Regions from separate parts of the Zea mays genome. Here region 2 is linked to region 1. Evidence: chromatin contacts called from public Hi-C data. All regions are on one chromosome and are shown on one strand. Each heading gives the region's core, a stretch centred on a gene start, on an enhancer-like site or on the middle of the called end of the contact. The rest is flanking DNA. Distances are from core to core; before and after follow the strand shown.

The links. A called contact is a pair of places that touch in the nucleus more often than the background predicts.
Region 2: a Hi-C map of leaf shows a contact between it and region 1, with 6 times the contacts expected there. The contact joins the promoter of LOC103632841 here to the promoter of LOC100502116 in region 1. A contact is called at or near these places in 3 of 25 Hi-C or Micro-C datasets (all in leaf).

Annotation. Positions count from the first base shown.
Region 1 is chr7:130,396,334-130,401,709 of Zm-B73-REFERENCE-NAM-5.0, forward strand. It overlaps LOC100502116, which reads right to left and starts at 2,251. Exons shown (of 3, transcript NM_001196619.1): 1 at 2,186-2,251; 2 at 1-34.
Region 2 is chr7:130,542,345-130,547,512 of Zm-B73-REFERENCE-NAM-5.0, forward strand. It overlaps LOC103632841 (mitochondrial phosphate carrier protein 3, mitochondrial), which reads left to right and starts at 3,865. Exons shown (of 6, transcript XM_020541346.3): 1 at 3,865-4,262; 2 at 4,394-4,755; 3 at 4,840-4,883; 4 at 4,989-5,168. The coding sequence starts at 4,032.

The DNA.
Region 1 (5,376 bases), core at 1,001-3,500:
GGCTTTTCCAAAGTGAAACCAACTTTGATTTCAGCTGAAACAGAGGAGATGATCTTTATCAACAGACATCATGATGCCTCATCAACATGTGACTGTAAGTGTTAAAAAGGGCAATACCCTAAAAGTACAAAAACATATAATAGCAATTTTTTTAAAAAACAAAGGCACACACAGGTTCTAGTGAATATTTTGTAGTCACAAAAGATAAATGAAATGTTTGATTGCATTATCTACCGAGACAGTGAGCTAGGAGGTAAATAAACATCTCAGCAAGACAGCAACAAACATGATGAATTCTCCATGAATAAAATAATGAGCTTCCTAAGAAAATTAATTGTGGGTTTCTGCTGATGGGAACATAAATAGGATATAAGCATTGACTTGATTATATTAACAGTGCCAGCAAAAAAAGGACTGGATCAGTAGTTCAAACAATTACGAGTAGTAAGAATATAAGACACACAGGTTTAAAACAAAAGCAGCCCTTTCATTCAAGATTGAAGGAGGGGCTTAACTCAGGCCTCCGCAGTCAGCACCCAGTAGGAATGGAAAAATGTAAACAATAGAGGACAGGAACAAGGGGTTGTTGGGAATTGGGATCCAGTGTCCCAAAATTGTAAACACATTAAATATACTATATATCAATAATTCAACAAAGAACCTTAAAATACATTTTGATCATGGTTTCAAAGGCGACTAACGGACTAAGCATCCAGGCGAGTACTGGGTCTGCCTGGACGCCTAGGTGACGACGTTGAAACAGGGATTCTAATATTAGATTTGGCTAGAAATATTTGGAATCCTGTTATCCTATCATCTAAAATCTCTTGAATTTAGAGGGGCTGGAAATTTAATAGGCGTGCTTAATATCCTATGTTTCTTGAATCTAATAATAATGTTGTGCTGAAGCAGACATGTTTGTCAATATCCACTCATCATGTATATACATCTACATCTAAGCATATCATAACATTTGGGACCTAGTTTTGAATAAAGTAAATTAAAATATGGATCTTACAAAGTACAATCCAAAACTGCTGTTATACTCCCTCCAGTCCAAAATACTGTCACATTTGACTTTCCATGTCCTATGATGTGTATCTTTGATCGCTAATTTCTTCTAGAACACATTCTTAAAATCCTTAAATTTTAAGAGTTTTGCAAGTATTTTGTATACAAATGTACATATATAACTTAGATATTTCCAAACTAAATAATGTGAAAGTTATTGATGTTTAGAGTTTAGTTTGATCAAACCTTGCCCTAAATGACATGTTTTCATGACTGGAGAGAGCACAAAAAATAATGCATCTAAGAGGACGAACACTACCCTAAAAAATTATATACTGCAGCACCAGAAAACATATGTTACATGCTACATACATAGACAGGAAGGTCTTCATATGTAATAACTTGATCCAACCATCAGGGTCTAACATTTTCAGAGACATCGAGTGAGAGAATTTCTGAAATTTGGGACCTAGTTCAAAATCATACGGATTCTAAAAGCCACCTTCTACCCAAAAAGGAGAAATTTGAATTTTTTAGACTCCAAACAATTCACATTTGTAACATCGACTTCAGAAAATAAGACTCAAAACACACCACACTTGATTTCAATGTCATCTTAGACTTTTTTTATCCTTCTGCGCCCTTCTGCCTTTTGCATCTATATCTTTTACATCTGTACGTACACACAGAAGAGCAAAAATGACAAAAATGAAAAATGACATTGAAATCAAGTGTGACATGTTTTAATGATTTAAGTCCTATTTTATAAAGTCAATGTTACGAGTGGTAAAAGCGTGAAGCGTATTGTTTGAAGCCCCAAAAATTAAAATTTCTCGGTGATCCCATGCTTCAGCATAATTCAGAACTTTAAAAGTACAATATGGATGAGCACAGAACTAACCAAGGCACACTCCCTGACAATTGCGCCCTGAGCATGACACGACCAAATTGACTATGAAATCATCCTAGCTCAACGGAGGTGGAATCGAAGAATCCAGCATCCATGCTGCCATCTCGTAAGCGGTAATCTGCCAATCGATCATATCGATCCGCCTCCCCACTACAACTAAAACTGAAACCACAACTTCCGAGCTGCCCCAACTAAACCCACGAATCCCCAAACCCTCGCACCAACGGCTATCACAACATAAGTCGCAAGAGTCCGAGAAAATACCAGCGAACACGTCGTGGTCGTCTGAGATGTACCCCTCCTGGCGCGAGGGCACGAGCAGGAACAGCGCCGGGATGAGCACCCCCACCGCGAGCAGGAGTGTGTCATGGACTCATGGCCGATACCTGGACGCGGGTGTGTGTGGCGTGCATAGCGTTGATTTGTATGAACCGCGTTCGCGTGTGGGCCGTGGAGGCTTGTGTGAGTGTGCCGTGGAAATGGGGCCAGCTTATTTTGACGTCTATAAAGGCTACTGTGTCGTGCTGTATTGAACAAGGGATGAAAATTGAAATAGAGAATATACCTTGCCATTTACCTAGAGTTGAGCGTTGTCTTCTCATCGGCAGGCCAGACCTCACGCCGTGGTTGCTCACCAACGGCCAAGGGGAACGACGAACGTGACAAGTGGTATCAGAGGCTCTCCGATCCTCGGCGGGGCGCGTGAGGGTCGCGTCCTCTTTGGCGGCGATTCCGTTCCAGCGACCTAGCTTACTCGTCTACCTCGGTGTCGACATCATCCCATGACGCAGTTGTGCTTCTCGACACGGAACTCCTCCTGCCGTCGGGATCGGAACAGGACCGGGACGGTCCTTGACGGGAGGTGTGCGAGGTACAAACAACCAACTCGATTCATTCTGTTCGCGATGGAAGAGTGGAGGAAGGAGGATGCAGGGCATTGGGATAGGGTGATGAACCGGTTGAATCGTTTGATTCAGAAGTTGGAAGTGGTGGATGACGTCCAGTAAACAATCCCGATTCAGTCGAGGTTAGCAACAGAGGTGGCAACAGAATGGACTGTGTTGGCACGCCAAATGAAGGAAACCAAGGCTAGGGATATGGAGATGTGGCCTGAGGAACAGGGTTGGTTGGATCCACGGCCTAGTGAACGAGGATGTCAGTGTGGGCTTGCTGCATCGGGTGTTGGAGGTATGGCCCCCTTTGGTGTTCGATGAAATGCCTCACAACAGCAGCGAGACTGTGGTTGTCCTGTTCCCTGAAGATTCAGATTCCTTGGTGTTCAGTGAAGTGGGCCTAAAAGTGGTATGGGATGAGGAGATGCATTCTGAAACTCACATGCATGAAGGTTTATTGAAGCGGCTTGCTCGAGGTGGAGAAGATTTAGAAGAATCGGCTAGCAAGGATGATCATGTTGAAGTTAAAGCTAGTAGGCCTGACCCACCAAGTGAGGCAACTGTGGTAGTTAAGAATGGTGGAAGTATGGATGAGCTTCTTCCTGCTAGTGCTGGCAGTGTGCTAGAGGATAGCCTGGAGAAGGAGCAGAACGTTGAAGATCAGGTTGCTGTTAGTAAAGTGGAAGATGTTGGCACAGAGGCTGAAAATGTTGATGCTACTAGAGCTGGCGGTATTCTCTCTCAAATATTGGCTCTAGAATCAAACGATGAATTTAATGGTGCAGGGAGCCTGGAGGTTGTGAAGCCGAACTTAAAGGAGTGGACAGAAGGCTTCTCTAGTGGTAGTAGCTCTCGAGACTTCATCAGTAGCGGGGTTGGGTAGATGATATTTGATGAATCTGATGCCGATGAGGATGAAGATGATGAGGAGAAAGTATTTGGTTCATCATACCTTTATTTGCAGCGTGATTTCAGCCCTGCTCGATCAAATTATTTTAGCCTTTTAAAGCTCGTAGCTACGGTTTACCCTACGGAAGAAAGGATAGGTGTAGAGTTGGAGATTGGACATGTGCAGAAAATGGCAGTTGCAAGCATTGGCAAACTTCTTGCAGACTCGGTATTGTCATCAGAGCAAATAGCTTGGAGTGGACTAGATAGTGTATCCATCTACTGTTCTGAAGTATTGTTGATGATTAGTGAAAGTCGCCTAGAGGGGGGTGAATAGGCAAATCTGAAATTTATAAACTTTAAGCACAACTACAAGCCGGGATTAGCGTTAGAAATAAAGTCGAGTCCGAAAGAGAGGGCAAAAACAAATCACAAGCAAATGAAGAGTGAGACACGGTGATTTGTTTTACCGAGGTTTGGTTCTTGCAAACCTACTCCCTGTTGAGGTGGTCACAAAGACCAAGTCTCTTTCAACCCTTTCCCTCTCTCAAACGGTCACTTAGACCGAGTGAGATTTTCTCCTCAATCAATTGGGACACTTAGTCCCCACAAGGACCACCACACAATTGGTGTCTCTTGCTTGATTACAAATGTCTTGGGAACAAGAAATGGGGAAGAAGAAAAGCGATCCAAGCGACAAGAACTTAAATGAACACAAATGTCTCTCTCGCAAGCCACTAAGTCTTTGGAATGTGTTTGGGACTTGGAGAGGATTTGATCTTTGCTTTTGTGTCTTGGAGTGAAGTCTAGAGCTCTTGTATTGAATGTGTTGGCTGAAAACTTGGATGCCTTGAAGTGTGGTGGTTGGGGGGTATTTATAGCCCCAACCACCAAAGTGGCCATTGGGGAGGCTTTCTGTCGACGGGCGCACCGGACACTGAGTTTTGTTTCTTTGAAGCCCAAGACACTAGGGATCTTCCCAAGAACTGACAAGTCCCTGATGTGCTCTTTCTATCAATTTTACACCCTTCCCAATCAGCATCTGAATAACCTATTAAATCAAAGGTGGATCCCTTGGGGTACCAAAGACCAAACTTAGCTGTATGAACTAAATATCTCAAGATTCGTTTCATAGCCCTAAGGTGAACTTCCTTAGGACTGGCTTGGAATCTTGCACACATGCATACATAAAGCATAATATCCGGTCGAGATGCACATAAATAGAGTAGAGATCCTATCATCGACCGGTGTACCTTTTGATCTATGGATTTACCTCCCGTGTCGAGGTCGAGATGCCCATTAGTTCCCATGGGTGTCTTGATGGGCTTGGCATCCTCATTCCAAACTTGGTGAGTATGTCTTGAGTGTACTTCGTTTGGCTAATGAAGGTACCCTCTTGGAGTTGCTTCACTTGAAATCCTAGGAAATACTTCAACTCCCTCATCATTGACATCTCGAATTTTTGAATCATGATCCTACTAAACTCTTCACAAGTAGATTTGTTAGTAGACCCAAATACGATATCATCAACATAAATTTGGCATACAAACAAATCATTTGCAATTGTTTTAGTAAAGAGAGTAGGATTGGCTTTGCCGACTTTGAATCCATTAGTGATAAAAAAATCTCTTAGGCATTCATACCATGCTCTTGGGGCTTGCTTAAGCCCATAAA
Region 2 (5,168 bases), core at 2,615-5,114, 150 kb after region 1:
TAAAACCGAATTAGCTTAATTGATATATGCCTAAATTACTATTATTAGAAAGGAATTCAATTTCAATGATCCAAACGGAGCGTTATTGTCATTAAATATACGGGGAATCACAAAACAACACTGCTTTGAGACATTGTTCATAAAATAACACTCGTTTTCAATCAATTCAAAAAACAGCATCAGTTTCTTCAAATAAATTCAGAAAACAACACTCCATCTATATGTTTTTTCATTTTTATTTCTCAGCTCACATGAAAATAGATCAAATTGCCCCTATCATTTTCTATCCTTATTTTTTATCTATTCAGTCCATAATAACAATACAAATGCATACAAATATATGAGCATTATTTTTTATATTATTAAGAATAGTGTTAAACATACAAATAAACACAGATGTTCTCTAAACTAGGAAGTTTATATTTAACAATTGAACTTCAAACTATCTTCTGGGATGGAGGGAGTAGTTTAGGATATATTATTTTTTAATAAGACAAACGATTGAAGTTTTTGAAAAAAAAATTAACCACGTCAAATAAAAAAGGAACAGAGGAAGTACATTCGAAGACCTTTCGGTGAAGTCTGTCTAAATTTTAATGGCTCAATGTTAAAGATATCTAGGTTTGAAGTTCAACAGTTAAATCTAAACTTCTTCCTTCATAAAAAATATGTGCCTATTTGTATGTTTAACACTAAAAAATAGAGCTTGTATGTTTTATCTATTTATGTTTTTCTTATGGGCAGATGAGATAAAAATGGGTTGTGAAATGAATAGGGGTAATTTGGTCTATTTATATGTGGTGTAAGTAATAAAAAATGCAAAATATAGATGGGGTGTTGTTTTCTAAATTAATTTGGTGAAACCGGTGCTGCTCTACTAATTGCTTGAAAACGGATGTTATTTCCTGAACGTCTTCTCAAACTAGTGTTGTTTTATGGATTCTCCCTAAATATATGGCATGTTTGGAGCCACACGAACTAAAATAAAGTGACTAAAATTTAGTCAGTTTAGGGGCTAAACTTCTAAACACAAAGTGCTAAAAGTGACTAAAATGTTTTAGCTCATTTAGCTCTCAAGGAGGAGATAAAACTGACTAAAGTCCCTGTAATTCTTTACTATATTAAAGCATTATTTTCGATTGTCGTCCTGTGTCATCTTTTTACAAAAACATCCACATATTTTTTTAATCTAATCTGTGGTTCTCTTTTTCATCTACCCGTAGCACGCATGCACACAACAGGCTTCGCTCAGTCGTGTGGCATCCCTGGTGCCTCGTCGGTCGGGCTTATTGTTTACCAACGGCTGCACGAACCCTCTGCGCACAACGCGGAGTCTACTCCAAACTCATCGGGCTCTGACGCCCCATGATCTCCCAACGGATGCGAGAACCCTCCGCATACGACGTGGGAGTCTACCATGAACCCTATAAAAGGCGCTTTTTACCTCCCGGTCCCTCTCTTCTCGCTCTGCGTCGTTCCATGCCCCCATAGATTTGCTGGTGGCTACGGTGCTTTCGTTTCCTATGCTCTCCCTGTTCACTAACACCAACTGAGCCATGAGCGGAGGGACGCAACTATAGAGCTCGTCGGGTAGCAGCAGCAGGAGCGGGGGTAGCACGCCCGTGGGCGACAAGCCGCCACACCACCACCTCAGGTCCATCCGCCACTGTGCCAATAGCGCTCACATCGTCGCTGCCTCCGCCGAATTCCTAAGCAAGCTCGATGCTGCCCAAGCCATTTTCCCTAACACAAATTTGATGATTGTTCTCTATACTTGTGCAGGGGCTAGATTCGGGGATGCTCAACTTGATCTCTCCTATCGCATACTTCTGTCCAAGCTTGTTGCTTGTGTTCAGGTCGGGGAATTTCGGATATTGGACCCAAATCGTACATGGAGGACGAGCATGTTTGTGTGGACAACCTTGTTGAGCACCTTGGACTCCGTGGCCTAGGCATCCTTACACCGGGTGCCTTCTATAGGGTGAGTTGGAATCATATTTGCATCCGACCTAAGTGCGGACTAACTGTTTTTTTGTTAAATATTTAACGATGTGTAATTGGCACCGACACGTTGTAGCTCGCCGCCAATAGTGATGGCGCCGAGCTAGGGGTCCATTTTTTGAAAAGAAACTGCAAAGGACGTATTTGTGAAAATAAAACCCAAAAGAGGCTAAAATACAAAAAATCAGCATCTTACATTTAGAATTAAATTTCAAGAATCTATAACTGAACCAAACATTTCCTAAGTAGCTAATTTTAACTCAAATCCGCTCGGGTGCAAGATGTTTATATCCTATTAGCAGTGTAATCATGGTGTGAATGCTCAACGGGGGTGCCGTCGACAGCATGGTCAGAGGGAGCATGCTAGTGCACCAGTTGGAGTATGTACTTCTTCCATTCAATTGTCAGCAAGGTTTACAATCTCGTTTCATGTTGATTGACCACCCACACCCAAGAATGGGGAACCGATGAGAAACCGCCGAATTTCGCCAAATTCCGAGCGATTTGAAAATTTTAATTTAAACCATCGGGTTTGCATTTCTTGGTCGGGTAACCACCAATTAGCACCAAGAAACCATTTTTCATTAACTTTTCGGTGCACATATTTTCAAATTTGAGAAACGAATTTCGGTGAAAACCCGTCGAGAAACCATATTTTTGGTGAAATTCACTATTTTTACTGAAAAATAATGATTGATATTTTTAAAAATATAAAAATTAAATATAAGATGTATAAGAATACTAAGAAAATAGTGATTTTATAACAATTTTTATGTTTTTTTATTTTTTAAAATTTTGAACAAAATTTTAGAAAATCGGTCGAGAAATATGGCCGTGAACGAGAAACCTAGTGGGAAACTCCGGCTTTTTGGCGGTTTTGTATTCCCTGGTTGTCAGGTTGTCATTCCCTCCTGTCTAGTTGAGCTAGGCCAAGAATTTTGACATGACCAGTGGACAAATTTCAAGAGAGTTTGAGTCTTTATTTTATTCACGCTAAAAGAATCTTTAGAGTTTGTTTGGGAGCAAGAACAACGGAGGGACTTGAAGGAGCCAAAATCTCTTGAATAACAAGGTGAATTTAGCCCTTTCAAGTCGCCCGTTATTCTTGCTCCCAAACAAGCACTTAGGACAGTTTGACAACAAACACACATTTAACGGAAGGAATGAGCTCAGTTCATTGAGTAAGTTTAATAATGTAGTTAACTGCTGACAATAAGAATCTTTGTAGCCAATCTTTCAGCCCGTTCATATAGTAGTTAGATGCTCAATATTAATACATGCCTTGTCTCTCACATAATTTCTTGGTTCTGTGGCAAAACTGGGTGTAAGTTTGTAGCCCGCTTTTACTCTCCTTTTTATTCTCTCTCATCCACCTCTGCATTTAGCTCTGCATTTAGCCAGCTTAGAACATCCCTAGCAGCTCCACTATCTTATCATCTGTCTATCTCTTATTTCAAACTTTACTATACAAACAATGTCATCTACCATGTAAATCCTCTATTTTCTATGCACTAAAGACAACCTTATAACTGATTATTATATTTGCTTTTATTTTCTATGCACTAAAAGTAACATTATAGCGGATTATTATACTTGCTCTTATGTGAGCGACGGCTAGCCAGAACCTAGAGATCCACAAGTGCAGCTTCGAAGGAAGTAGTCAGACACACAATCAAACACGGCGGCTTTATGCTTCGCGAGATTCTAGAGCGTTGATCCCGTGCCAATCAAAGAAAAGAAGATCTAGAGAGCTTATACAAATTGAACATGTAAGTGACAGCGGAGCAGGTACACGTGGTGAGTTTATACAAATTGAACATGTGACTGTGACCACTGACCCGTTCCTGCTGCCTTCGAGGAAAGTAGGTCTTCAACTCCACAGGCCACACGCATCATCCTCGCCGGCCTTGCCCCCGACTGCTCGTATAAAACGGACGGGGAGGCAGCCTCTCCAACTGACCGGGGAAGTCACACTCACACGTTCGCGTGTTAGACTCTCCTGAAACCAGCGTGCTGTGCCGCCCGGGACGATGGCGCCGCGCCAGCCGCTGCTCCCCAGTTTCCTCTACGCGGCGTCGTCCGGCGTCAACGGCAGCAGGGAGGCGCCTCCGGTGGTGGCGGGCGCCCCGAGCGAGCCGCTCGGCAAGATCGAGATGTTCTCGCCCGCATACTACGCAGCGGGCGCCTTGGGAGGCGCCGCGGCCTGCGGGTTCACGCACGCCGCCGTCACGCCGCTCGACGTCATCAAGTGCAATATCCAGGTGCGTGCAGTGCCTGAGTTCACGGGAACCATCGCTTTCTTTGCCCGTCCGACTACTGCCAAATTCCGGGACCCCGGTTTCGATCACACCAGTGTTCTAACAAACGCCACATGATATCTCGGTCGTCGCAGATCGACCCCGCCAAGTACAAGAACACCTCGTCGGCGTTCAGCGTGGTGATGAGGGAGCAGGGCCTCCGGGGCTTCTACAGGGGGTGGGCGCCGACGTTCGTGGGCTACAGCGCTCAGGGTGCGTTCAAGTACGGCCTCTACGAGTTCTTCAAGAAGACGTACGCCGACATGGCCGGCCCCGAGCACGCCGCCAGGTACAAGACCCTCATCTACCTGGCGGGCTCGGCCACCGCGGAGGTTTTCGCCGACGTCGCGCTCTGCCCCATGGAGGCCGTCAAGGTCCGGGTGCAGACGCAGCCCGGCTTCGCCAGGGGACTCAGCGACGGCTTCCCCAAGATCGTCAGGGCCGAGGGCTACGCAGGGTACGTGTATATAGGGCATCAGCTGCTCAACTATCTGTTGTTTTGTGCATGCTGTATCTGAACGATGGTGTTTCTGAACTGCAGGCTATTCAGAGGACTGGTTCCTCTTTGGGGGCGACAGATTCCTTGTAAGCACGCATTTTTTTTCTCTCTCTCAAATGCCATTCATAATTTGCAGCACATGCATTAGTTTCCAAGCTGAACTTCCGTTCCCCGACCTCTGTGCTGTGCAGACACCATGATGAAGTTCGCGACGTACGAGAACATCGTGGAGATGACCTACAAGCACCTCATCCCCACGCCGAAGGATCAGTGCAGCAAGCCTCTCCAGCTCGGGGTAAGCTTCGGGAGCGGCTACGTCGCCGGAGTTTTCTGCGCCGCCGTCTCGCACCCTGCAGACAACTTGGTGTCGT